2 separate regions of the Pan troglodytes genome follow, and region 2 is linked to region 1. The links are chromatin contacts, called in public Hi-C maps. All regions are on one chromosome and are shown on one strand. The core of a region is the stretch at or near the end of the contact, and the rest is flanking DNA. Distances in the headings are between cores, read along the strand shown. Region 1 holds the start of ZNF783 (zinc finger protein 783). Region 2 holds the start of ZNF746 (zinc finger protein 746).

Region 1 (4,860 bases), core at 984-3,483:
CCTGGCATGGTGGCGGGCACCTGTAATCCCAGCTACTCGGGAGGCTGAGGCAGGAGAATCGCTTGAACCTGGGAGGCGGAGGTTGCAGTGAGCCGAGATCATGCCGTTGCACTTCATCTTGGGCAACAAGAGCGAAACTCCGTCTTAAAAAAAAAAAGCCACCATGTAATTTTAATTTATATCAGAGCTGGCTTGACACCCCGGCTGGTCTGCTCAGAAACCACATTATGGTGCAAAGTGTTTGTTTATTAAATATATTTATAAAATCTGAGCATGGGAATGGGAGGTAGCTGTGGGACCCTGATAAACAGTGCCAAGGTTTTCGAACTGTGATCACCAGACCAATAGAATCAGCATTTCTTGGGAACTAGTTAGAATTGCAAATTCGCATCACTTTCATCCCCTCCTGTTTCAGACCTAGAAATGTTGAGGTTTGTGCCTAGCATCCTGTATTTTTAACAAGAACCCTCAGTGAACATGAGGCACACTCAAGTTTGAGTACCACTGACTTAGAGAAACTTTTTTTCTAAAAAACGAAGACTAGCTGTCAAACATTATAGCACTCTTTCCTCAACAGAGCTCATTAAATCCTAGCATTTTTGTCTCCAGCCCATTTTCCTGACCCTTTTTCTTTCTTTCTTTCTTTTTTTTTTTTGAGATGGGGTTTTGCTCTTGTTGCCCAGGCTGGAGTGCAATGGCATGATCTCGGCTTACTGCAACCTCTGCCTCCCGGGTTCAAGCGATTATCCTGCCTCAGCCTCCAGAGTACCTCACCACCACACCCAGCTAATTTTTTGTATTAGTAGAGATGAGGGTTCATCATGTTGGCCAGGCTGGTCTCGAACTCCTGACCTCAGGTCATCCATCCGCCTCAGCCTCCCAAACTGCTGGGATTACAGGCATGAGCCACGGCTCCTGGCCCATTTTCCTGACCCTTTCTGTTTGCATTGGACCTTACCTGTTATTCTATAACGTCACCATTTACTGGTATTTTATAATCCTGAAGAGATTGGACTGATCCCTGATAAGATCCTAGGGATGCTCTTAATGTCTTTAGTGCATACTTGCAGTTTGTGTCTTAGATTGGGATAGTTCAACAAGAATTTCCGAAATGAATAATGCCAAATATTTATTTGATTTGTTACCTTAAAGTAACACGTCCTAACCTTTCTGCAAATTTTGGGGTTCACCTTACTTAGGATATCAGTTGGTGTTTTTTTCTGATAGTTGACCACGCTTTTGCTTGGCTCAAATATTTGTGAAAATAACTTCTCACCCTCACCACCTCCCCCCCCCCAAAAAAACTAAAAACCAAAACCAAAAACCCCAAACAAACCCAAACACAGAAAGAAACAAAACTGCAGATTTCTAGCGGGAAGAGTTTGCCAGCTTGTTGGACAAAGACTGTAAGATGAATGGGAAATGCAGAAAAGACAGAAAACAAAGCTTCAACTGCGTACAGCACATGTGGTTCAATATGCCTCAGCACAGGCCGAGGAAAATGGGTCCTGCGGTTTATTCAAGATGCCTCAGGGCCTAAATGAGGGATGGACTGATTCACACTTGCTGTGATCTCAGCCTGGACCAAAGCTACAGAAGGGTACTCGTGGGTGGCTGAGGACTTTCACCAGGCGGGCCCCGGGAGGAGGAAGGGACCCCAGAGTCCCCAGGAGGGGAGGGCAGGCTTAGGAAAGAAAAAAAGATCCTACCATCTTCACGTTTGTTCTGTCAAATTTAAAAGAGACTTTAAAAACGTTCATGTAAGTTTCCCTGGCTTCTCCCTGGGTACACACGTATCCTTTTTACTTTCCCCAACTCAGTTCTGTGGTGCGTGGGAGGCGCTGCAACAGAGTCTCGGTCCGGACTGGAGCCGCGGCGAGGGCCGCCCCCGTTCCCCACGCAGCTTTCCCTCGCGAGGTTTCGCACTTTCCAGTGCGGTTCCTTCCCCCAGCCCTCCCGGCTCCCGCGTGGGACGCAGAGAGAGGTTGGGCGCCGCGCTGGCCCGGGAGTGGCTTACGCCTGACGTAGCCCCGCTGGAGGCCGTGGCACGCCCGCCCTGGCGTCAACTCCCGCGCCCCGGGTGAGGGTGGGTGGCCGCGCCTGGGTCCCGGACGCCGCGGGCGCTGAAGGCCTCGGGCGGGCGCGGGGCGGCGGCCGCGGGCGTGCGGTCCTACGGGCTGCAGGGGGCGCTGTGCGCGTCCTCAAGCTCGGCCGCCGAGCGCAGCTCTTTTTTAAAGGGCCCGCGGGGCACGTGGCTCGGGACGCAGTTCGCGGCCGCCCGGCAGTAGCTCTCAGGTTAGGCGGGTCCCGCTCCGCTTCCGCCGTCGCCGCCGCGCCGCCCCGGGCCCGACAGGCCGGGTCCAGGGATTGCAACCCAGCGAGGGACGCGGGCAGCCATGGCCGAAGCGGCGCCTACCCGGGTAAGCACCCTCGGCCCCGCGGACGCCCGGAAGGCCCAGGCCGCCGCCGCGTGAGCCCGCGCGAGGGACTCTGGCCTCGCGGGGCCGCCGGGTGAGAGGGCCTTGCGCGCAGCCTCCGCGCTCGTTTCCCCCGGCCCATCGCCCAGCCCGCGTCGAGGGCATTGACCGGGCGGCCCAAATGCCAGGCCCGGCGGGCGGGGCCCCGACGTCAGCGGCTGATGATCCGGCTCATCTGCGGCCTCAGCCAGGCCGGGCCCCAGAGTCACGCTCGGCGACGAGGAGGCCGCGCCTTAGAAGCATTGTCCCATTTGAGGCCTCGCGGCCCCCCCACAGCAGGCTGGGCGGGCAGGGGTCGCCAGCCCCACGGGACAGTAGCGGAGGCTGAGATGGGAAGGGACAGGCCCAGGGTCACGCATCTGTTAGAGGCGGGAGCCTCACGCCGGCGCAGGGATTTTGGAATTAGACACTTTAAAACGCCTCATTCTACTTTTGCCAAAGAGAAAGATTGTGTCGTTTACAAGAGAGATTGTAGATTTTTTTAAAAAAGATTACTGTAGCAGATTTTATTTAATTTTTTTTTTTTGAGAGGGAGTCTCGCTCTGTTGCGCATGCTGGATGGAGTGCAGTGGCACGATCTCGGCTCACTGCAAGCTCCGCCTCCCGGCTTCAAGGGATTCTCCTGCCTCAGCCTCCCAAGTAGCTGGGACTACAGGCGCCTGCTACCACGCCTGGCTAATTTTTCTATTTTTGGTAGAGACTGGGTTTCACTGTGTTGGCCAGGCTGGTCTCGAACCCCTGACTTCGTGATCTGCCCGCCCCGGCCTCCCAAAGTGCTGGGATTACAGACGAGAGCCACCGCGCCCGGCCATTTTAAAATTTTTTAATTAAAAAATTATATATATACATATGTGTGTGTGTGTGTGTATATATATATATATATATATATATATATATTTTTTTTTTTTTCTTAGAGTCTCACTCTCACCCAGGGTGGAGTGTAGTGGCGGGATCTCATCTCACTGCAACCTCTGCCTCTGCCTCCCGGGTTCAAGGTATTCTCCTGCCTCAGCCTCCCAATCCCAAGTAGCTGGGATTACAGGCGCAGGTGCCTGTCTCATTTATATCTGTCTAACTATCTATCTATCTGTCCAGATACATATCTATATGAATAAGTTTATTCATAAGAATACACTATAAGTATTCCTATACAGAATTTTTCTCCTGGAGAAGGAAGAATCACATCAGTTTTTTTTTGGCATCTTCATCTATATAAGTTAGGGCAGTTAGCAGATTTTAGAATCTTGGTTTGATATAGTGCAGTATGTCCAGTTGGGAGATGATAATCCTTTGGCCATTTTTGACATACTGGAAAACGCTTGTAAAGGCTCAATAGATGATACCTACTATTATTAATACACCTCAGTGAAGGTTTTGAAACCTTGATTTTTCTGGATACTTTTAATTAAAGTATAACTTCCTCTCCTTCCTCTTAGTGAGCGTGCTGAGCTTCTTTTTGGGTTCCCTGAGTGCAAGGGAGAGAAAAAGGGTTGAGGATTCTGCAGGTTTATAGTCCTGTTCCGTGGGAAGAGGGGGCCCTAGAAGGTGACATCATCCACTCCCCCTAGCCTGGGGCTCACTGCTTCACTACCTTTCAGATCACTCCTGTCCACCTGCTCCTCCCTTCCTGCAGCACTTGAGATCCCAAAAAACTCCCCAAAAGGGACAGATTTGCCCTGGACTCTTGTTAGCCCATCCTATCACACTGTTGTTGTTTATAAGTATTCCTACACAGAATTTTTCTCCTGGAGAAGGAAGAACCACATCAGTTTTTTCTTCATCTTCACTGTACATTTACTATGATAGGTGTTCAGTAATTGTTATTGAATGAATGAAGCAATTATAGATTACTAGTGCTAAGGACGAGGGGCAGTGAAAATCTCTAGGATGCGTTGTCTATGCTAGAATCTTAAAAACGAGAGAGACTCAGGCATACAGAGGATGCATATCGAGAGCTGATGTGAAGTTGGAGGAGGGCCGGGTGGGTCCTCGGAATCCACAGGAGGCTGGCATGGCTGGAGCACGACAGGAACTGGATGGCTCAAGGTCAAGAGAGGTCGGCTGGGCCATGAAGAAGTCTAGATCTTATGCCAGGTACACTGGGAAGCTATTGAAGAGTTTTAAGCAGGGGACTGAAATGATCTATTTGTGTTTTTAAAAGATTACCAGGCCGGGAGCGGTGGCTCACTGACTCACGCCTGTAATCCCAGCACTTTGGGAGGCTGAGGCGGGCGGATCACAAGGTCAGGAGTTTGAGACCAGCCTGGCCAATATGGTGAAAGCCTGTCTCTACTGAAAATATAAAAATCAGCTGGGTGTGGTGGCGGGTGTCTGTAGTCCCAGCTACTCGGGAGGCTGAGGCAGGAGAATCGCTTGAACTTGG
Region 2 (4,860 bases), core at 901-3,400, 240 kb after region 1:
AGAAGTAGCTACTAGAAACCAGTGTGGATTCACTTAGAGAAAGTCACTGAGAACTAGAATGTGGATGGACAGCTCAAAAAATAGAGACAAAAGGAGAGTTTGAGCAGAGGGAGAAACAAACTTGTCTAGGACAGTGCTTAAGATACTGTCTATTTGGAAGGAAGCAGGACCCAAAGAAGGTAGGACTCTAAGGGGTCTTCAAGCTGGGAGGTTCTGGACAAGCTGAACTGTTTCTAGGCGAAAACCCCAATGCGGGTGGGAGTCTTGCTCTCAAGGAGTAGGTGGTCCTACAGCACCTGAGTGGGCCAGCGTGGTTCTGGGCTTGAGTCCACCCTCCACCTAAGGCCACTGTTCCTTCCCTCACCTCTCCTTTCTCAGATCAATCCCTGTCACGTGATCCCAGACGCCAAGAGTTTACTCCAGAAGCTTCCTTTCAACTGGTCACCAGCTCCCCATCCACTGAAATCCTACCCATCCTCCACGTGCATTATTATGGGCTTTGTGTGGCATGAAAGGGACCTCTGCTAAACTACTTTATTAAGAAAATATTAGTCTTTTACTCATGGACAACAAGGTGCATGGTTTTCTTACAGTTCTGATGGGGCCAGGAAACCCTGTGTAAGGCCTTCACACTATGTGGTGGGAGGTGGCGACTGCGCTGCTCACTCCAGCCCAGCTTCTTACTGACAAGTGGCTGGAATATGTGGGGCTGTCCTTGGACTCCTGCCAGGGGAGCTGAAACTCTTTGCTTGAGAGGAGCTGATGGTAAGAGGAGCCGGATCCCTCACCCACTGCCCACCCGCAGGATGAAGTCCAGGCATGCAAACCCCTTCTTAGTCTCTCTCTGCAGACTCCTTTCCCACTGCCTCCAAACCAAAACCATCTTCTCCAGGCTCATGGACTCCTTTCTGTGCCTGCACACGCCCTGCACTGTCCCGTCTCTCTGCGCCTTTGCCCAGGCACTCCTCCCTCCCTGAAAGCACCACCGGTCTAGCTGGGCCTGAAATCCTAGCCTTCCCTAAAAGCCCGGCTCAAATCACAGAGGCGCAGAGCATCAGGCCAGGAGGGGTGGACAGCGGTACCAAGAGGCCCCCTGACACTCCTTCCCCCGGAGCCAACCGCCAGCTTCCACCTGGGCGCCAGCACTCACCCCTTTCTGTTTTGCACGATTATTGCCCGCGTACCTGTCTGCCTGGTCCTTGAACACACAGCCACTGTGTGTCTTTTCACACTTTCCAGCTGGGTAAGCCTGGGCAAGTTAAGTTCTCTAGGCCCCGGGTTTTTCTTTTGTATGACAGAGATTAACACCAGTACCCATCCCACAGGCTTGCTGTGAGGACAGACTAACGCCTCAACAGGGCTTGTTGAAGTGCGTGGCTCTATATTCCCTTCCGCGCCGACCCCGGGAAGCTGGGCACGTAGTGGGTGTCGGTGTATGCGGATTCGAAGCCGGACACCTCCCAGGTGCCACCAGGCCGCTGCGGGGGAGATGGAGAGGGACCTACAGGCCGAGCGCCAGGCAGAGAAAGGAGCCGCGGGTGGGGGGGCACCCAGAAGGAGGGGACAGCGGCTGCGGCGGGGGCAGGAAGCCCCGGAGGGCCCAAAGAACTTGGCGTGGGGCGGCCCCGGCGCGGGGACAACCGTTCCGCCAGCGCTCGGCTTCGGCTCGGAGTGGGGGCCCGGCCGACCGGCGCAGTAGGCCCCGGCGGACCCCGCGCCCCATTCGCGGGAGCCCCAGGCCCGGTGGTCCGGCCCGGACCCCGGAACCCCTCCCCAGGGCCTGCGGCGCCGTGTGCCGGGGCCGGGCCGCCTGGGGCCCCCAGGCCGCGAGTCCCTGCGCGCGCGGGTCGCCCTTACCGGAGCCGCGACCGCCTCGGCCATGGCCCTGCGCTGTCCCGCCCGGCCCGGAGGAAGTCGTCGCCGCCGCCGCGCGCGGCACCACGCAGGCCCGGCCGCCCGGTGCTCTCCGCAGGCGGCGCCTGCCTGGCCTTTCCTCTGCCGCCGCTCCTCGCTGGCTGCCCCTGCGCCGCGCCGCCCGCAGTCGCGCCGCCTCCGTCAGCGCCCGGCCGGTCCACACTGCATCCTGGGAGCCGGCGCCGCGGCCCGGCAGACGAAGGCCCGTGAGGCTTCCTGGAGGCAGCGCGGCCGCACAGCCCCACCTGCAGCCTGAGAGGCGAACGGCAGGCGCTGCGCCCGCCTGCCCGCGGCCCCGCCCCGCCCAGCCCCGCCCGCGGGGCCCGACGGGAGGACCCAGCGACCCCGGGCCGACCCCGCGACCCTGCGACCCCGGCCGGACTGCCGAGCGCGGGGGGAGTCACTGCGCTGGCCCCGCGGCCCAGCCCGAGGACTCGGTTATTGAAAGGGTCCCCCTCATGGGACCCGCCTGGCCGCGCCCGCGGGCGAGCACGGGCTTCCGGGCAGGGCGGCCCCCTCGCCCTGGGATGCCCGGCTCCCCTTCCCCCGCCCCACGGGCACTTCTCCTGCCCGAGGTCCTGGGTCTGGAGGTTTAGGCTATTTTGGGGAGGACAGATGTAACTCATGCCCACCTGTGTTTGAAATGGAATAAATACTTCCAACAACAGGAATATAGTTCGGTAAACCCCGGTAGGCAACCACTTAGCATTTTCTGTAATGGGTTTATTACAGTACATTTTTTTAATGGCATGAGCAATGGGACGCAATACCATCATTTAAAATTATTTCGGTGAAGGTCTTGGTAGGGACAGATGTTCATGATGTTTTAAGAGAAAAAGCCTGTCCAGGACGATCCTGTCTTTGTTTTAAAAATAACATTTTAAAACAATATAGGACATATGTAGCGTCATATACTGTGTACATGTATAATTACAGTTTTGAAAAGTTTGGAAGCATATATATCAACATGGCCTCAGTAGTTCTATTAAAGGTCTATTCCTTTAATAGACCACGGGCCGTTTTTATGCCTTTTCTAATTTTTTCCAATTCATGTTTTTATTTTTCCATGACAAGGATAGTATTTTTAAACAAGGAGAGAAAAATAAAAATTTAAATGTTCTCAAAGAGGCCAACCAGAGCAGGGGAAGGAGGGCGCCTTGGACGGGCCCCCACGTAGTTTCAGAGGCTCATTGCCTTTCAGGAACACGACTTGCTCATCTGTGTATTCCCCAAGACTAACTAGCCAACTGCCTAGCACACGCTGATAAGAAAATATGTGAGAGATCTGTAATCTTTTTCAAAGAAGGCAGACCATACAGAATAGATAAAATTTGAGCTGGATCTTGAAGAATTGGCAAAATATTGATAGGCAGAGAGCATTTCAGACCAGAGGGTGGTAGTAGAGGTGTGAGCTGGATGACAGCCCCAAAAAAAATTGATGTAGGAAGATATAAAGCATTTTAGGGCCGGGCGCAGTGGCTTACGCCCGTAATTCTAACACTTTGGGAGGCCAAGATGGGTGGATTGCCTGAGCTCAGGAGTTTGATACCAGCCTGAGCAACATGACAAAACCCCGTCTCTACTAAAAATAGAAAAAATTAGCGAGGCGTGGTGGCACGCACCTGTAATCCCAACTACTGGGGAGGCTGAGGTACGAGAATCGCTTGAACCCGGGAGGCAGAGGTTGCAGTGAGTGGAGATCACACCACTGCACTCCAGCCTGGGTGACAGAAATACAGTGCATTAGAAATAAGAGACATTTTTAGTGTGCAATTTTAAAAGTTCCCTTTTGACAGGCTGAGTCGGATATGCCAGGGTCATCTCTAGGTAGTAATTTCCAAGCCTGGCTCTCAGAGCAGCTGCATCAGTCTCTGGGGAAGCTTGTGAAGGATATGGATTTCTGGATCCCATCTCATATCTACTGAATCAAAATGTCTTTGGGATGGGTCCTGAGTAATGTGGAGAAAACTTATTTTAAAAGAAGGTCTCTTTTTAACAAGTTCCTTGTAGGGGTCGAGGTAAGGGTGAAGCTGGGGCTCTGCAGACAGCCAAGTTAGGGTAATGATGACTTGCTCTGTCCTCCACTGAAGACAGGCATCTATTGCAGAGCATCTCTGGTGCTGGTTTTCCAGCCTCTATTTGTAAAAAGAATGAAGACAAACCTCCTTGTATTGATATATGAGGCTTCCAAAGCCTTTCCCTCCATTTTGGGCACAGGTGTCAAAAGCAGGCATGAGAGTTTCCACTCCTGTGCCTTTCCTCATGCTTTTCCCCTCTCCTCTTGCCCACCCGAAGTTCTCACACCTTTTCCAGACCAGCATATGCCCTAATTCTTCCAGTTAAGTCTCTCCATGCCAATCACGCCTGCAGCAAGCTCTGCATTGTCCCAACTCTAATAATTTTTATTCTCAGTGCCATTCATTTGGCACTGAGAAAAAAATTACAATACAAGGTAGTAGTTCCTAACTCACCTCTTGGATTATAAGTTCCCTGAGAGCAGGGACTATATCTTATTTCTCTTGTCTCTCCTGCAGTGCCTAATACTGGGCAGGTTTAGGCAACATAAAGTAATGATTTAGTACAAGTCTTAATTGATTGCTCTGTGTGGTGTGATCAACTGTGGTCCAAAGAATCATGCCCCTCCTCTGCTCTAATACTTCTGCAGCCCCTACAGTCTCCACCTTCCTGCTGAGTATTCCTAGAAGAAAAATCATAAAGCATTTTCAACACACCCAGAAGGAGCCTGGAAGGGCTAGAGAACATGAGACCACATGTCAACTCAAGGTGTCAGGGAGGCAGGAAGTGTGTGGTTCAGACTGCATGTAGACTGTGTAGATGTAGGGGCTATGGACCCATGCACCCCTATGAGTGCTTCCTATACTCCAGCAGGTGCAGCAGAACAGGTGGACCTCTATTTTTCCAGCTGCTCCCTTAGGCCTGAGCTTT

What was found. A called contact is a pair of places that touch in the nucleus more often than the background predicts.
Region 2: a Hi-C map of stem cell-derived neural progenitor cells shows a contact between it and region 1, with 4 times the contacts expected there. The contact joins the promoter of ZNF746 here to the promoter of ZNF783 in region 1. A contact is called at or near these places in 1 of 7 Hi-C or Micro-C datasets (stem cell-derived neural progenitor cells) and 1 of 1 datasets of contacts at active chromatin or transcription factors (stem cell-derived excitatory neurons).

What each region holds. Positions count from the first base shown.
Region 1 is chr6:164,412,866-164,417,725 of NHGRI_mPanTro3-v2.0_pri, forward strand. ZNF783 (zinc finger protein 783) reads left to right here and starts at 2,234. Exons shown (of 8, transcript XM_063815765.1): 1 at 2,234-2,420. The coding sequence starts at 2,397.
Region 2 is chr6:164,657,040-164,661,899 of NHGRI_mPanTro3-v2.0_pri, forward strand. It overlaps ZNF746 (zinc finger protein 746), which reads right to left and starts at 2,151. Exons shown (of 7, transcript XM_009454474.3): 1 at 1,858-2,151. The coding sequence starts at 1,881.